Linked DNA regions of Zea mays: region 1 is linked to region 2. A link is a contact called in public Hi-C data. All regions are on one chromosome and are shown on one strand. The core of a region is the stretch at or near the end of the contact, and the rest is flanking DNA. Distances in the headings are between cores, read along the strand shown. Region 1 holds the start of LOC100501171. Region 2 holds the start of LOC100382772 (putative calcium-dependent lipid-binding (CaLB domain) family protein).

Evidence for each region. A called contact is a pair of places that touch in the nucleus more often than the background predicts.
Region 1: a Hi-C map of leaf shows a contact between it and region 2, with 8 times the contacts expected there. The contact joins the promoter of LOC100501171 here to the promoter of LOC100382772 in region 2. A contact is called at or near these places in 8 of 25 Hi-C or Micro-C datasets (bundle sheath, ear, endosperm and 2 more).

What each region holds. Positions count from the first base shown.
Region 1 is chr5:121,292,426-121,298,991 of Zm-B73-REFERENCE-NAM-5.0, reverse strand. It overlaps LOC100501171, which reads right to left and starts at 3,886. Exons shown (of 1, transcript NM_001195963.1): 1 at 2,543-3,886. The coding sequence starts at 3,325. The coding sequence ends at 2,798. LOC103626832 (a long non-coding RNA gene) reads left to right here and starts at 2,683. Exons shown (of 2, transcript XR_553179.2): 1 at 2,683-3,316; 2 at 4,308-4,873.
Region 2 is chr5:121,035,639-121,042,962 of Zm-B73-REFERENCE-NAM-5.0, reverse strand. It overlaps LOC100382772 (putative calcium-dependent lipid-binding (CaLB domain) family protein), which reads left to right and starts at 4,006. Exons shown (of 9, transcript NM_001175481.1): 1 at 4,006-4,097; 2 at 4,444-4,523; 3 at 4,822-4,906; 4 at 5,213-5,288; 5 at 5,521-5,684; 6 at 5,878-5,995; 7 at 6,091-6,207; 8 at 6,292-6,387; 9 at 6,523-6,997. The coding sequence starts at 4,493. The coding sequence ends at 6,804.

The DNA of each region.
Region 1 (6,566 bases), core at 2,637-5,136, 260 kb before region 2:
ACAAGATTCGAGTGATGGAAGTAGATCAAACACACGCGCAAAGAAATTTCAGATTTGATGCAAATCGAGGAGTATGATTGGAATGCAAGTGTTGCAATCAGATCCAACAAAAATTTTGCACCAAAAGACAATAGCAAACTGGTTGAACAACTTGATAAAATTTTCAGCACTTGTGCATATAAACAAACTGATTGTTCTACTTTTCTTTCAGAATCTTGTTCAACACTTTTCTTTGGTACTTTCCTTTCTTCTCTTTTTTTGATACTCTTTTTTTATAGAACTAAACACAGAGATCTGATATGATATTGCACACTTTATAATACTTAACAAAGAACTCAACCAGCAGCTATAACTTAAATAGAATCAAAGTTAACGCGAAGGAAATGATGAGGGTTTTCAGATTTTTCTTTTTGTGGATATTTTCAGGTATATATAAGAGGCTCAAAGGAAACACAAAGGATAGAGTGACCAGCAATTAAACAAAGACTCTAAGGACTGAAACTTAACAAAACTCACTGGAACAACAGATTGAAACAAAGGGCTATGGCAAAAATATATTTATGGCCTTTGGTGGATAGGACGAACACAAAATATATGTAGCTAAGGGTAAAGAATCCTACCGTGGCAACTGAGGCTTTAATACCAGATGATGCGTCACGATGCCCGATCTTCACGACGTAGGATCAATCTTCAGATAACTAGCTTCAAAGAAGCCAAGATAACTTGCTGCAAGCAGCAATAACTAGTGCAACCTGACAAATAAAACTCGAAGCCAACCACCGTCTTTAACCGGCAGCCTGAATCGAGGATTCGCCCAACCACACTCTCAAAGAACCAACCAACACAACCTACAATCAATCAAGGAGACCTCGAAGGGAGTAGGAGCACCAATTGGGAGCGGATGAAGCCGCCACTTCTACAATCCCGCGAAGGAATTCACAAGAGCAAAGGGATAGAGATCACTCTCAATATTTGTTAGCACACAGCTGAACAAAGAGGTTCTGTTTTAGATTATCATAAGTTGCCTTACATCATAGACATAGGGGGGTATTTATACTAGTAACAACTAGCCTTAGTGAGGTATAAACACGAAACAAAACTATTTTCACGTGCTAATGTAAAGGAGCCTCTTCGGGAGATCTGCAGAGCTAATTTCCGTGTGGCTGTTTGACTTCTGCGCAGCCTTCAGTATTTTGATAATAACTTCTTCTAAGAATCTTCAAATGACGTGGGACTGGTTGCATTGAAAAGCTAACTTGATAAGCTTTCTCACCATATATAGCATGTTTAATGAAACTTCGTAGAATGATGCAGTTTAATACGAAAACTTTGTCATCAAGCAGATTGTTGACCTTCTGAACAGTCAGCACTAAAGTAGGTCGGCTGACTTTCTGGTAGATTTGATTAAGTCGGCTTTAGAAGCATTGGAATCTAGACTTCAAGAGCTTTCCAAAAAGTACTTATGGGCCTTCATAGCTTTTGGGAATCAAAAGATATGACTGTTTCTTCTGGACGGTTCTATTGCGCTGGACTGACTCGGACATAGCTCTTCTTGTTGACTCGTCCTTGATATGTTTTGTCCTTCCTCTTTGGTAAACCTAAGTAATATCAACATACACGACTTAGGTAGCATAAAGTTTTCATTAGTGTTTAATTGAAATTCATAAAGTAGCGCGTGCACCTCTTGCTGTAGCTTCTTAGCTCGGCTACGTGTAATTGGTCCATCAAAGACTTGGGCTGGTGATGATGTTGGTTGTTCTTGAGTTGATGTACTATGACTTGGTGGTTGTAACATGTTGCTTAATAGCGTGATCATAACACCGGTGCACTGTCCGGTGCACCACTAGCTGTTGGATCTGTCAGTTAGAGTTGATCTTTAGCGTTGTCAGCCTTGCATTCGACAGTCCGGTGTCACACCAGACAGTTCGGTGGCTCTCCGTCATAGTGCCACCAGGAACTAACTGTTAGGCTACTGTTCCCTGGTGTGTACCGGACAGTCCGGCGGTGTGCCACCGGACAGTCCGGCGCTCTCAGCAATTCCATCGTGAACCACGTACTTCCAATTTAGCATACTCATTCATTCATGATAAAATTTTAAGTCAGATATCGAAAGTCCTGACTTACAAGTAGCATGTGTAAAATATCTTTTTGACCAAAAATGTATTTCCAATCCCATGTTGGGTAGAGGCCGCTAAGCCGACGAAAACCCTACTTCACTATCAATTGTCTTGGCACAACATAAGCATGTATGATAATATAGCAATGATTTAATTAGAAGACAGATTAAGAGGGTTTCATGAAAGATGGAAAAAAATTATTTAGATGAGACTTAGGATGCAGCGTTTGATAGACATGTTAAGGAAAGTAGTGCACATGCGGCAGAAATCAACGATGATTAGAGCCGAGGTTACCTTACTGTGGACCTGTAGTTAGCGGTTGCTAGTGGTGTCATGTCTAGTCCGCGTAGACTCCTCGTCGCTACTGACTAGCGCTGAGCAGCAACGGATGGTTGGTAGCGTGGAGCGAGGTAGCCCGCGGCCGCGCCGGAATGGAGGAAGCTTTCCCCTTTCCCGCCCGCGTCCCTTTTTTTTTTCTTCTTCGGGGGCGGACCTATCCATCTCCTCCCCCGACTCCCCCGTCGCTCAACTCGGCAACCGGAAGCGGACAGCGCACTCGGCCGACAATGCCGGTTTCAGCTCACGCCTCCGGCCCTCTGACGGGTCCATGTCGGGGCGAATCCTTGCTCTGCGCCTCGGACGGGACGGGGAGGGGCTGCCTGCGCCTGCGCGCGCGGGGATCAGCCGACCACGAGACCACACGATCGATTACAAACACGTCTCTCCCCGCTGCTGCAATCGCAAAACCCCAGCCACCTTTTTTTTCCGCCGGCCTGCGCCGATCCATATCCGCCGCAGTCCAGCCGCAGCGATTCTCCACCTTGATCCAGCTGCCGCCGCTCTAGCTGCTCGCTCGTTCCACACCTTTCCTCTTTTTTTCCCTCCCTTCTCAGCGTCCTCGCTCGCTCGTCCAGTCCAGCTCCGTCCGTGCTTGCCTCCTCCGGCTTCGGACTCCCAATGGCCATGCTGAGGGTGTGGGAGTGGGACTGGGACGTCGACCTCGACTCGGTGCTCGACTTCGTGCTCTGGTGCCTGCCCCTTCTCCTCGTCGCCTGCCTCATCGGCAGCCGCGTCGTCACGGGAGGCCAGCTCGACCCCGTCGCTGACGCCGCCGCGGCTGCCGCCGCTGCCGTCGCGATCGCCAATGTCCTAGCGCGCCGGCTCAAGCTCCGCTGCTTCTGGCGCCGCAAGAATTGAAGGTGTGCCATGATCCTCCGCTGCTCTGTTCTCAGTACTCCGTAGGCTCCTAGGCGAAGCGCAGAAGGCCGCAGTTCGCCGATCTGAGCTTCACTTGCTGTCTTGCGGATGCCTGTGGTCGGCTTCGGTTGTTGCAGGTCAGCGTTGCGCTGTCCATGAATATTAAGGAAGGATTTGCTCTCGTGTTCGTCTCTCGGCTCGCACACCTTTGATTCTTGTTTCTAAATCGATCGATTTGTGCCTGGATGCATCGTGCCTGTATTGAGCTTCCCCGCCGGTGGAGGTTCGTTTCCGCACTGGACCGGATCGGCGTACGTGTCGCCCCCGGGGACCCATCGGAGATTCGGAGGGGAGACCGCAGAGGAGGTGGATGCTTGCCGCTAGATCAGCATGGAATAGGTGACTGTTCCTGTTGTCATCATCCACCTTTCAGGCCAGCTGGCCAGGCTAGGCTTGGTGTCCTTGTCAAGTTCTTGCCGCCGCCGCCGCCTCACAGATTGTAGCTGGACTCGCCGCCGAGAATGATCAGCGTCAAGGCACCATGGAAACTTTTGTGGTCTCTGACCGGTTTCCCTTACTTTCTTTCCGGAGAAAATTTTGAGGGTGACATTTGTGGTGGTTTCGTCTTCGGGTGGCCAACTGGCCATGGCATACCTGTCTCGGTTCTTCCGTCAGTGTCATGCTCGAACTTATCTCGCTACAGTGGTCCTGTAGCATCCTGCATTTGCCACGGCCATTTTTTATCACTTGTTCGTTGCACCTCTTAGATTTTATATATATATATATATATATATATATATATATATATATATATATATATATATATATATATATATAATAGGTATATGCCCGTGCGTTGCTACGGAGTTAATATTATAAATTATAATATTTTTTGTATATTAATGTAATTTATCATAGCAACACACGAGCATATATCTAGTTAGATTCTTATGTGGTGAGGTCACAACTATTTAATTCCATTATGCTCTATAGGTTGCATGTACACGAGATAGTTCACGGGCAACATACTGATGAAGTGGTTCCTAAAGAGCTTCGGGCTATATGACAGTAACATATTGATGAAGTGGTTCCTGATGCAAGAACATACTGATGAAGTGGTTCCTAATTCAAGAGCCGAAGTTACTCAAGGACTGGTACCGACATCAATGACAAGGATTGAAGAAGTGGTGACTGGAGGGCTGGGGTTGTCTCATAACAGATTGCTACGACAGAAGATGGTAGTACTATTTCAGCAGGAGCAACGTCGTCTCCACGCATTGTTAGATGTTTAGTTAAAAATCACCCTGAAGAAGAAGAAAGTGTAATCTGGCCACTGAAATTGTAATATGTGAAGTGCAGTGTGTACCGATACGTGAACTTGTTTGAAACTGTAATTTGTGAAATGAACTACTGTTCTCTAGTGAAAATAGTCTATAATTCATTCAGTGATCTCAAGCACTGCTTCTAGTGAAAATACTCCTCTATTTCCCTTGTAATCTATGAACTGCAATTATTTCAGATTTATGTGAAAATAGTCACTTAAATATGCAGTTATTTTATATTTCTATGAAAATAGTCACTTGAATCTGCAGTTATTTCAGATTTCTATGAAACTGAACAATATTTATTTCTAAGAAACTATACAATAGTTTAAGACAAACTCAACAATAGTTCGTGAGAAACAGAAAAATAGTTTATGAGAGATTGAACAATAGTTCCTAAGAAACTGAAGAATAGGTCCTGAGAAACTATACAATAGTTCATAAGAAAATATGAGAAAATAGTCTCTAGTTCCTGAGAAACTTAAAAATAGTTCAGTGGAAACTGAACAAAAGTTCCCGAGATACTGAAGAATAGTTTCCGAGAAACTATAAACAGCCTCAGTAGTACTGAGAAAATAGCCTCAACAGTTATTTCAAATTTCATATAAACATAAGTACACGGACGTAGCCATTTAGAGCCACAATGTACACATATTGCTAGTACCTCATTCACATAAAGCAGTTTTTTCTTAAACATATGCTTTTTAGCCACAACAGGCACAAGTACATAGATTTAGCTAAGTAGCACAAGTGCAATGCATTACCTCATCACTACTACACTTAATACAAAAGGAACTACAGTGTGTACGCAGTACCACACAATTCACTAAATACAAAAGGAACTGCATTACCAAACAGTTCACTGAATACAAAAGTAACTGCATTACCAAACACACAGTACAACACTTAATGCAACCAACCAAAAGTAATACAAACAGACAGCATCCGCGGCGTAGCCCGCCTTGTGCGCAGCAAAGGCGACAAGCTACACAGCCGCGACGACCTTCTTCTCAGCGACCATAGCCGCGCTGCCGACTTCCTCCACAGCAACTGCGGTAGAGAACATTCATAATATTTTAGCATGTATTTTCAGTGCGTCCACTGTAATGCCAATATTCATTGGCCATTCAGCTTTATAACCCAACAAGATGTCATCCAGTAAATCAAGACCTAGTAGTAAAGAATCAAGTAGTTAGCAATTTGAGAAATAGAACTTTTTTAGTAAACAAGCTGCATATATAGTAGGTAGAGACAATCTCAGATGAAACTATTACCACATGTAGAGACATCAAAAGAATCAATAGGTGGCTCCCTCATGTATATAAATTATCTTTCCTTATAAGGATCCAAATCACATGAAGATCTCTGCAATACCAATTCCATAAGCCCTTGGATTTCTGATCTTTTCTGCTCAGATTTAACAAATGACCATTTCTGCATGGGAGAAGTTCAAAATTGAGTGGACTCGTACAGGTTGACAAAAAAGCATGACCTATAGCTAAAATACTATGATAAACAAACATTACATCATTACCTTACTCCTTAAGATAAATTGAGCAATAAAGGAATCTTCCTAGTCAGATATTTCCATGAAATGGTACCGTCGCAGAGCTAGCAGATGTGCACAAAGATCAAAACCTTCCTCAAGCAACTTCATCGTGAAGCTACTAAAATAGTCGACCTACTATTATCAAGATCCATGAAGTGCCTTATTATCAAGATCCATGCACTCATCAGCATTCTCAACCAATTGATGGACTATCAGTAAACAATGTCGGAAACCTCGGGTGAGAGAAAGACAAAAAAAAGTGAGCATCATTCGATCAGGGTACTCCTCCCCGATCTTTGAGATGAGAAGGGTGCCCATTCCAGATCCAGTGCCTCCTCCGAAGGAATGGCAAACTTGGAATCCTGATCACAACAAGAAAAA
Region 2 (7,324 bases), core at 2,757-5,256:
CTTAAATTCAAAATAAATTTAATAATAAAAGATAAGACAAATAAATTTGAACAAAAGTAAACTTAATATTTGTATTAAAGTTACCAGAGCTATGTAATGACTACCTCGTTTACAAATCATTTTGTTAGAAGGAAAAGTAGTATAATCAGCTATATACAAAGTTTGTAAGTTCAGTTTATTATCTAATGTTCATCACAAAAGTAAAATTACATCACATACTCTAATTCAAAGCTACAAAAAATATCTAACTAGCATTATCTCTAGATTTGTGTTCTTTATCAAGTACAAGAAAGTGTGAAATGAAGTGTGGTTTTAATAAATATATGGCCCTTTTGTGCCTCTATATGGGTCATTTCGTGTCTGTCTTAAACAGGCTGTGCTCGTGCCCGCCCATGGGCCGCGACCTCGGCCCAAACCCGACCCGACACTAAAATATTTTGGGTCGTGCCATGTCTGGGCCGTGATTTTTTTCGTGCTTCAGGCCGGCCCATCAGGTTCGGCCCAAATGTACACCTATTCTGACGACGCACGAAAATAGTGTGCGTGACCAGCGCGAACCAGCATGCTACCACGTGTGGAACAGCACGCGCGACAGGCGAGAAAAACTAAATAGGTGTCGTGTTTATACTAAACAAGTATTAATTAAAAAACATTCGAGTTGACATTAATCACATTAACCGATATTTATAAAAACGCAAATTGAAAACTATAAATTAGATTTAATTGGAACGCTAATTTAATAAACGTTGTCCAAACAACCATTTAATAATTTATTTAAAACATATGGCATAATGAAACAATATTAACAACACGTGGACAGAGTTATAATGAAGCTAACGCAACTCGAATGAATTAAATCGGACATCTAACGTGAAAGATATGAAGGTTTAATGAATCGAGCGATGTGGCACAAACTGACTGGTCAAGAGATACCACGGAGGACTAAAGAAGCAAGCCACAGAAAATCTGATGTGAGGCTAGATCGTGGGCAGAATTTTTTTTCTTTCTCTCTGATGTGCACGACACTTTTCTTCTCTCATTTCCAATCGCACGAACATACCCTAAACCCTAAACATGCAGGGTTCTTCTTCCTTTATCCATCTTTCTCCATAGAATTAACAGCAAGGGGAGGGGGAAGGAAGCAGCACGGCCATGGGAAGAGGGGGAGCCGGTGTGATGGGGGCTGGCCACGGCCAGGGCTAGGCGCTGCGTGGGGCTGCTGGCCGCTCTGGGCGCTGAGGCCTGGGCGGGCTGGCCGGGACTGGCCGCCACGCCCTAGGACATCGGGCTGCCGGGCCGCTGCGCGCAATGGAGAAGAGGAGGGGCGAGAGGACCGCGGCCAGGGGCCTACGACACAGCACGCTAAAGGGGAGAGGACGTCAAAGGGAGGGACGAGAGACTCACCTGCGTACGCGATGACCAATAACCGCTGCTACCTGATTTGGATCTGAGGACGAAGTGACAAGCGATTAGGCAATGGCAGGGGTACCTATATATAAAAATAGGGCACGAGAGGTGGTTGCCAATTTCGCTGCGGATCACGACATGACTAGACGAGAGAGGCGGTTGTCAAGTGATGACTAAAAAGGATGGAGTAATTGTGTGAAGCGACGACTGGGAGTACCAACGGTAGACGAAAGCGAAGCTAGATGGAGGATAGACATAGGATTAGACAGGGTAACATACCGAGGGTAGACGCCAAGGATAGACGACGGGGTAGACACGAGTAGCACGACGTTTGCGAGGAGAGATGTTTTAACGATCCCGCGAAAAGGATATGAGATCTAGAACGGACTCGATGAGAGGAAAATATATACATATATTATCGAGTTTCCAGAATTTTATAGTTTTTCGCAAATGCTAAATTTTAGTTATTTAAATAATATTAGAAAAAAAATCAATTTCATATTTAATACCCGAGGAAACGTTCCGAGGATTCCAACAACTCTTGGGAATATCCTCGATATATTTTAACCTGTTACGATAATAATTTGCACTCAAACACTATGCAATGGCATGAATGCAACAATCGAAGCTTCTCTAGGATTCTATTTTACTACGCTAAAACTTATATATATAATAAAATAACTCTTCATTATTTAGAAAAAAAAGAAGGAAAGTAAGGAAATGAGAGAGTAACACCTGAATTTGGTGGATTTTAGAAAAGAAATTTTATACCCCAAATTCAGGGTGTTACAGTCGGCCCCACCGGGCAGGGAGAGAGAAAGAGAGTGTGCGAGCGCGGCTGATGCTGACTGGTGGGACCCACCTGTCAGGCGGAGCGGGGGGGGGGGCAGCTGGGCGGAGCTGGTCTTAACGGGCCAAAGACGGTTTTCCTATTTTCCTAGAAGTTTCCAAATGCTTTTCTTTTTAATTTTCTCTATGGATTTCAAATCAAATTCAAACCCAGTTCAATTCAAATAATTCAAACATGTGCATCAAACAAAAAAAATAATTTAGGCTCAGCGCGATGCAACATTTCATGACTCACATAGATTTTGCTATATTAAATAAATAGTTAATCCCTCATTCTAATAAAAAGGGAGGAGAAGTCTAGAGAGAGACAAGAGGTAACATCTGAATTTGGTAGATATTGAAGAAAAAATTTTATACCCCTAAATTCAGGGTGTTATATTAGGGTTGGATACAACTAGGCATGGCAACGTAAAATTCCCTGTTGGGGAATAGCTTCTCATTCTCGTTCCCGGATGAAATTTCTCAGCGGGGATCTCAATGGACGCTTGTGGGAGACATTTTATTCTCCATCATCGACCTCGCGAGGCCGACGGGATCCTCATCCTCACTTCAATTAAAATTAGAACGTGTGTTTTTTGTTATTAATGTAAAATATTGTTACTTATATACATTGTTAGATTAGATGTAAAAATTATTATGTGTACATTAAAATGAATATATGTGTAAAATAAGAGATCTCTTGACAAAGTAATTATTTATTTATATCATTAACTATTACACGAAAACATCGTCACGTGCAAGCTTAACTAATACCCATAGAAAACGGGGATGAAAAATGTTTCTATGTCCTTGTTTACTCGTTTATATTCCTATCTTTTAATAGATTAATTCTAAATCGGGACCTCAATGGCATCTCCAGATACAACCTTTTAGAATTCATGTTACATCGCGAGGGACCTTAAACTCTATATAACCACGTCATCGCGCATCAAAGACACAAAATCAAATTGCAATAAACTTACTGACAAAGTGCCAATGTCGGTGTTACGTCATGTGGCAAACATCCGAATTCTTTCGGATTTCTTAGCGCCAGTGTTTAAAGAAAAGTTTTGGGGTGGGATGGGGCATGAACGTCACAATTAGGGATGAATTGAACCAAAACGATCGGAAAAACTCCACTCATATTTATGTTACCATATTTTTTATTGAAAACGGGAGCGGAAGCGGGAGCGGTGCCAGAAACGAAAACGGTTGTGCAATATATGATTACACAAAAACGGATTAAAACGAATGGATATATAACAAAAACGGATAGTAACCGAAAACTTTGTCCGAAATATACAATATTATGCAATCACTCAACAAACTCCAATATTAAGAGTTTAGGACACTATAAATAACAACTTCACAAGTTTAAAAGTTAGCAAAAAAAAACATATGTTTTTAAAGATCAACATGTTGCGCAAAGGCAATACTTTTTTCATCAACATTCTTTAATCATAAACCACGAAATTACATATACATAAGATAACATCCCGTTTCGTTATCGTTTTTTTTTCCACAAATACGAAAACGTATGGATAAAAACAGAATATCGTATATGAAACCGGATTTTTTGTCCGTTTTCGCAGGAAAATGGTAGTCTTGCAAGTTTGCAATTTGCCCCGAGAATAATAAAAAAACCCTGCACATGGGCCAGACCGTCAGCCTCCTGTGGCACGTGTGAACAGCCGACCAGGCCACGTGGACCACCTGTTCTAGTTCTAGTGATCAGAGGGGAGGGAAGGGGAGGTGAACGGAGGGAGCGGAGGAAGATCTCGGGCTCTCAGAGCTGCATCCTGAACCCATCGCGTAGGAAGGGGCAAAGGAGTCGGAGCTGATCCGGCAGTCGCTCTCTCTCGGTAAGCAATTATACACTTCTTTCATCATTTGGGTACCCCTGATCTGTGGCGCATTCGTCCCCATCAATCGCGTTCGTTTGGGCTCCTGATTTCTCCGATGCTGAATCGCATGGGGTAGTTGGCGCTGTGTAGACTTGCGATTCGCGATTCTTCTCTGAGTAATTGGGCTGCCACCTGCGCTTGGTCCCAATTCACAGTAAAATCTACGCATTGCGTGGCCACGTTGGCTAGGAATTTGGAAGCAAGTACTCTCCGCTTTCAGTAATCCCAACGGTATTCTTCAAACTTTGGAATTTACATGCTTCTTTTATTCACGTTTTTTTCGTGCTCAACATCCATTTGGCAGGATTGAGTACGATTTGACGCATTTGCGGCCGAGCTTTCTTGCACCCAAGATGAGTGGGCATGGTGACACTGCGACCTCAGGTATGCGTAAATGGCTTTCTGTGACCACCTCGGAGTGGCATGGCACAAATTCCTGGTGCTCGCACTGGAATATTCTGTAGCAACCTTGAGCAAATACATATATGTTCGTGATAATGCACACACGATCTGCCGAAAACACAAGTGCAATTTTTTCCCTGAAGGCTTTCCAATTTTTGACACTTTTTGCTACATTTATGGTACAGCCACTAGTTTTCTCTATCAAGTATACTTATATTATGTATTAAGGTCACAGCAGCTTCGCTTATATTATGAACTCACATTCACCTTTGCCTTCCAGCTAAGATGGCGAAACTGAAGGAGTTGTTGCAAAAGAGTGAAAACCACATTTGTGCTGACTGTGGTGCATCTGATCCCAAATGGGCGTAAGTATTTGTGTGAGCATGAATAGGTCACCATGTGCTCAATTTCAGTTTGCTTGAACTTTCTGTCTTTTCTCCCATTTGGATATCAGCCCTGGCAGCTGGCAATGCATTTGTGGAAGACATATGAGTAGAACATGTAGAGCAATAATAAATCATGCATAACCTTGCAATATAATTTGGAAAATCCTCTGTTTGGTTCCCCATTCTTTTCTTTTTAACATAACCAGGTCTGTATACTATGCATAGGCCTTTGCTTCAAACTTTTGTGGCTGGAGAAACACAAATAACTGAGGTTTATCTTTGCAGATCAGCTAATATTGGGGTATTCATTTGCGTAAAATGTTCTGGCGTCCATAGAAGTCTCGGTACACATATTTCAAAGGTTTTTGTAGTCACACACTAAAACCAGAAATTACCTTACATGTTTCTTTCTTTCTATTTTTCTTTCCTTTTTTTGTTTGTTTTTAGAGTTTATTACTGTCTGCTAGCAATGATACCATCTTTGCAGGTAGCAATACAACATGCAAAATGCAATTGTTTGTTAGTCTGCAGTATTACTCCATGGTAATATCGTCCTTAATACATATAATGAACCTAATGTTTATCTGACACAGGTTCTGTCAGTGACACTGGACAAGTGGTCTGACAGTGAAGTTGACTCCATGATAGAAGTTGGTGGGAATTCTCAGGCAAACGCAATATATGAGGCTTTTATACCAGAGGGCTACCAGAAGCCACATTCAGATTCTACCCAGGAAGAGCGAGAAAAATTCATCAGGTTTGTGGTTATCTGGAAACGATTTTTTTTTCCCAATGGACACAAGAAATTTTGCCAAGTTCTTTGAAGATTGGTGTCTACTTGTTTTCTTTCCAAGCTTGATCTGCAGAAGGCATTTTTATTGAAGCGCGTGATCCATATTCTCCCTGTCATAAGTTGTCAGCTACCGAAGTATGTATTTCCATTGTTTCAGGTCTAAATATGAGCTGCAGGAATTTCTGAAGCCAAGCTTGCGCATTGTTTCTCATCAGCCTAGTGACTCTGGAAAACATGCCGGAAATGCTTCTCATTCTGATGGTTCCAAGAGTCAAGTATGGCTGCCCAAATTGAACATTTACTATATGTATGGTCACTAATTTGTTGCCCGGTATTTGGGTGTAGTGATTCTTTTTTTTCGTTTTTGCAGGTCGGCATGATCGAGTTCATTGGAATATTGAATGTCAAGGTGATTGGAGGCACCAACCTAGCCATCAGGGATATGTCAAGCAGTGACCCTTATGTCGTCCTGACACTTGGGCAACAGGTAATTTTGGTCGTTTTGTTAGAATCACAACAAAATAAACATATACTTTGTTATCAAATTACAGCGCCCTCTTGTTGATTGCAGAAAGCACAAACTTCAGTAATCAATGGCAACCTGAATCCTGTCTGGAATGAAGAACTGAAGCTCTCTGTTCCCCAGCAATATGGACCTCTGAAGCTGGTAATGAACTACACCATTACTATATATCACATACAGTAACAGATAATGCCATCTAAATTTTGAGGGTCCCAATAATTATGCCAACTTGAACAAACCCTTTGATCCGTTCTTTCACTCACGCAACAATGAAAGCAGCAAGTGTTCGATCATGACATGGTGTCCAAGGACGACCTCATGGGTGAGGCCGAGATCGACCTGCAGACAATGATCAACGCTGCCGCAGCATTTGGCGACCCGGAGCTGCTGGGCGACATTCAGATCGGCCGGTGGCTCAAGTCCGAGGATAACGCTCTCGTCAGGGACAGCGCCGTGGTGGTCTCTGGTGGCAAGGTGAAGCAAGGGATGGCACTGAAGCTGCAGCACACCGAGTCCGGCGAGCTGGAGTTGGAGATGGAGTGGATGCCGCTTAACGTGTAGAAATCTGCTCAAGTTGCCACCTTTATAATGGGTGTGGGATACAAAGAATTTGTTTTGCTTTTGTTGCCAAGAGAAATTGTTATATTTTGGTAATTGGCAAGGGCTCTCTTCAAAATAAAGATCTGAATCGCTAAAAGGTGTGTTGTGGATACTAAAATTTGAGAGATGATTCACAAGAAACTCCTTTTTTTCTAATCTAAATTCAAGGTTCACCATGCAGTTTATAACAATCAATGTCCTCTCGATTTGTTGATATCAATGTCCATTACATGCAAAACGACGCAAAATAGAATTGTGGGTTTGTTTTGCTATCTTGCGGGTAAAATTTTTTGCCACAGTAAATGGTGTGCATTATCTGTGGCAAGGGTCTTGGCAGTTCAAAAAACTAGATCACATGGCTCCGGTTTTTCCGTGGTGTTGGCACTGTATCATGTTTTTGCCACCAGAAAATGGTGTGATTTTTTTCCACGCCAGAAACTCATAGGCTCCGGTTTTTCCGTGGTGTGTTGCCACTGTATCA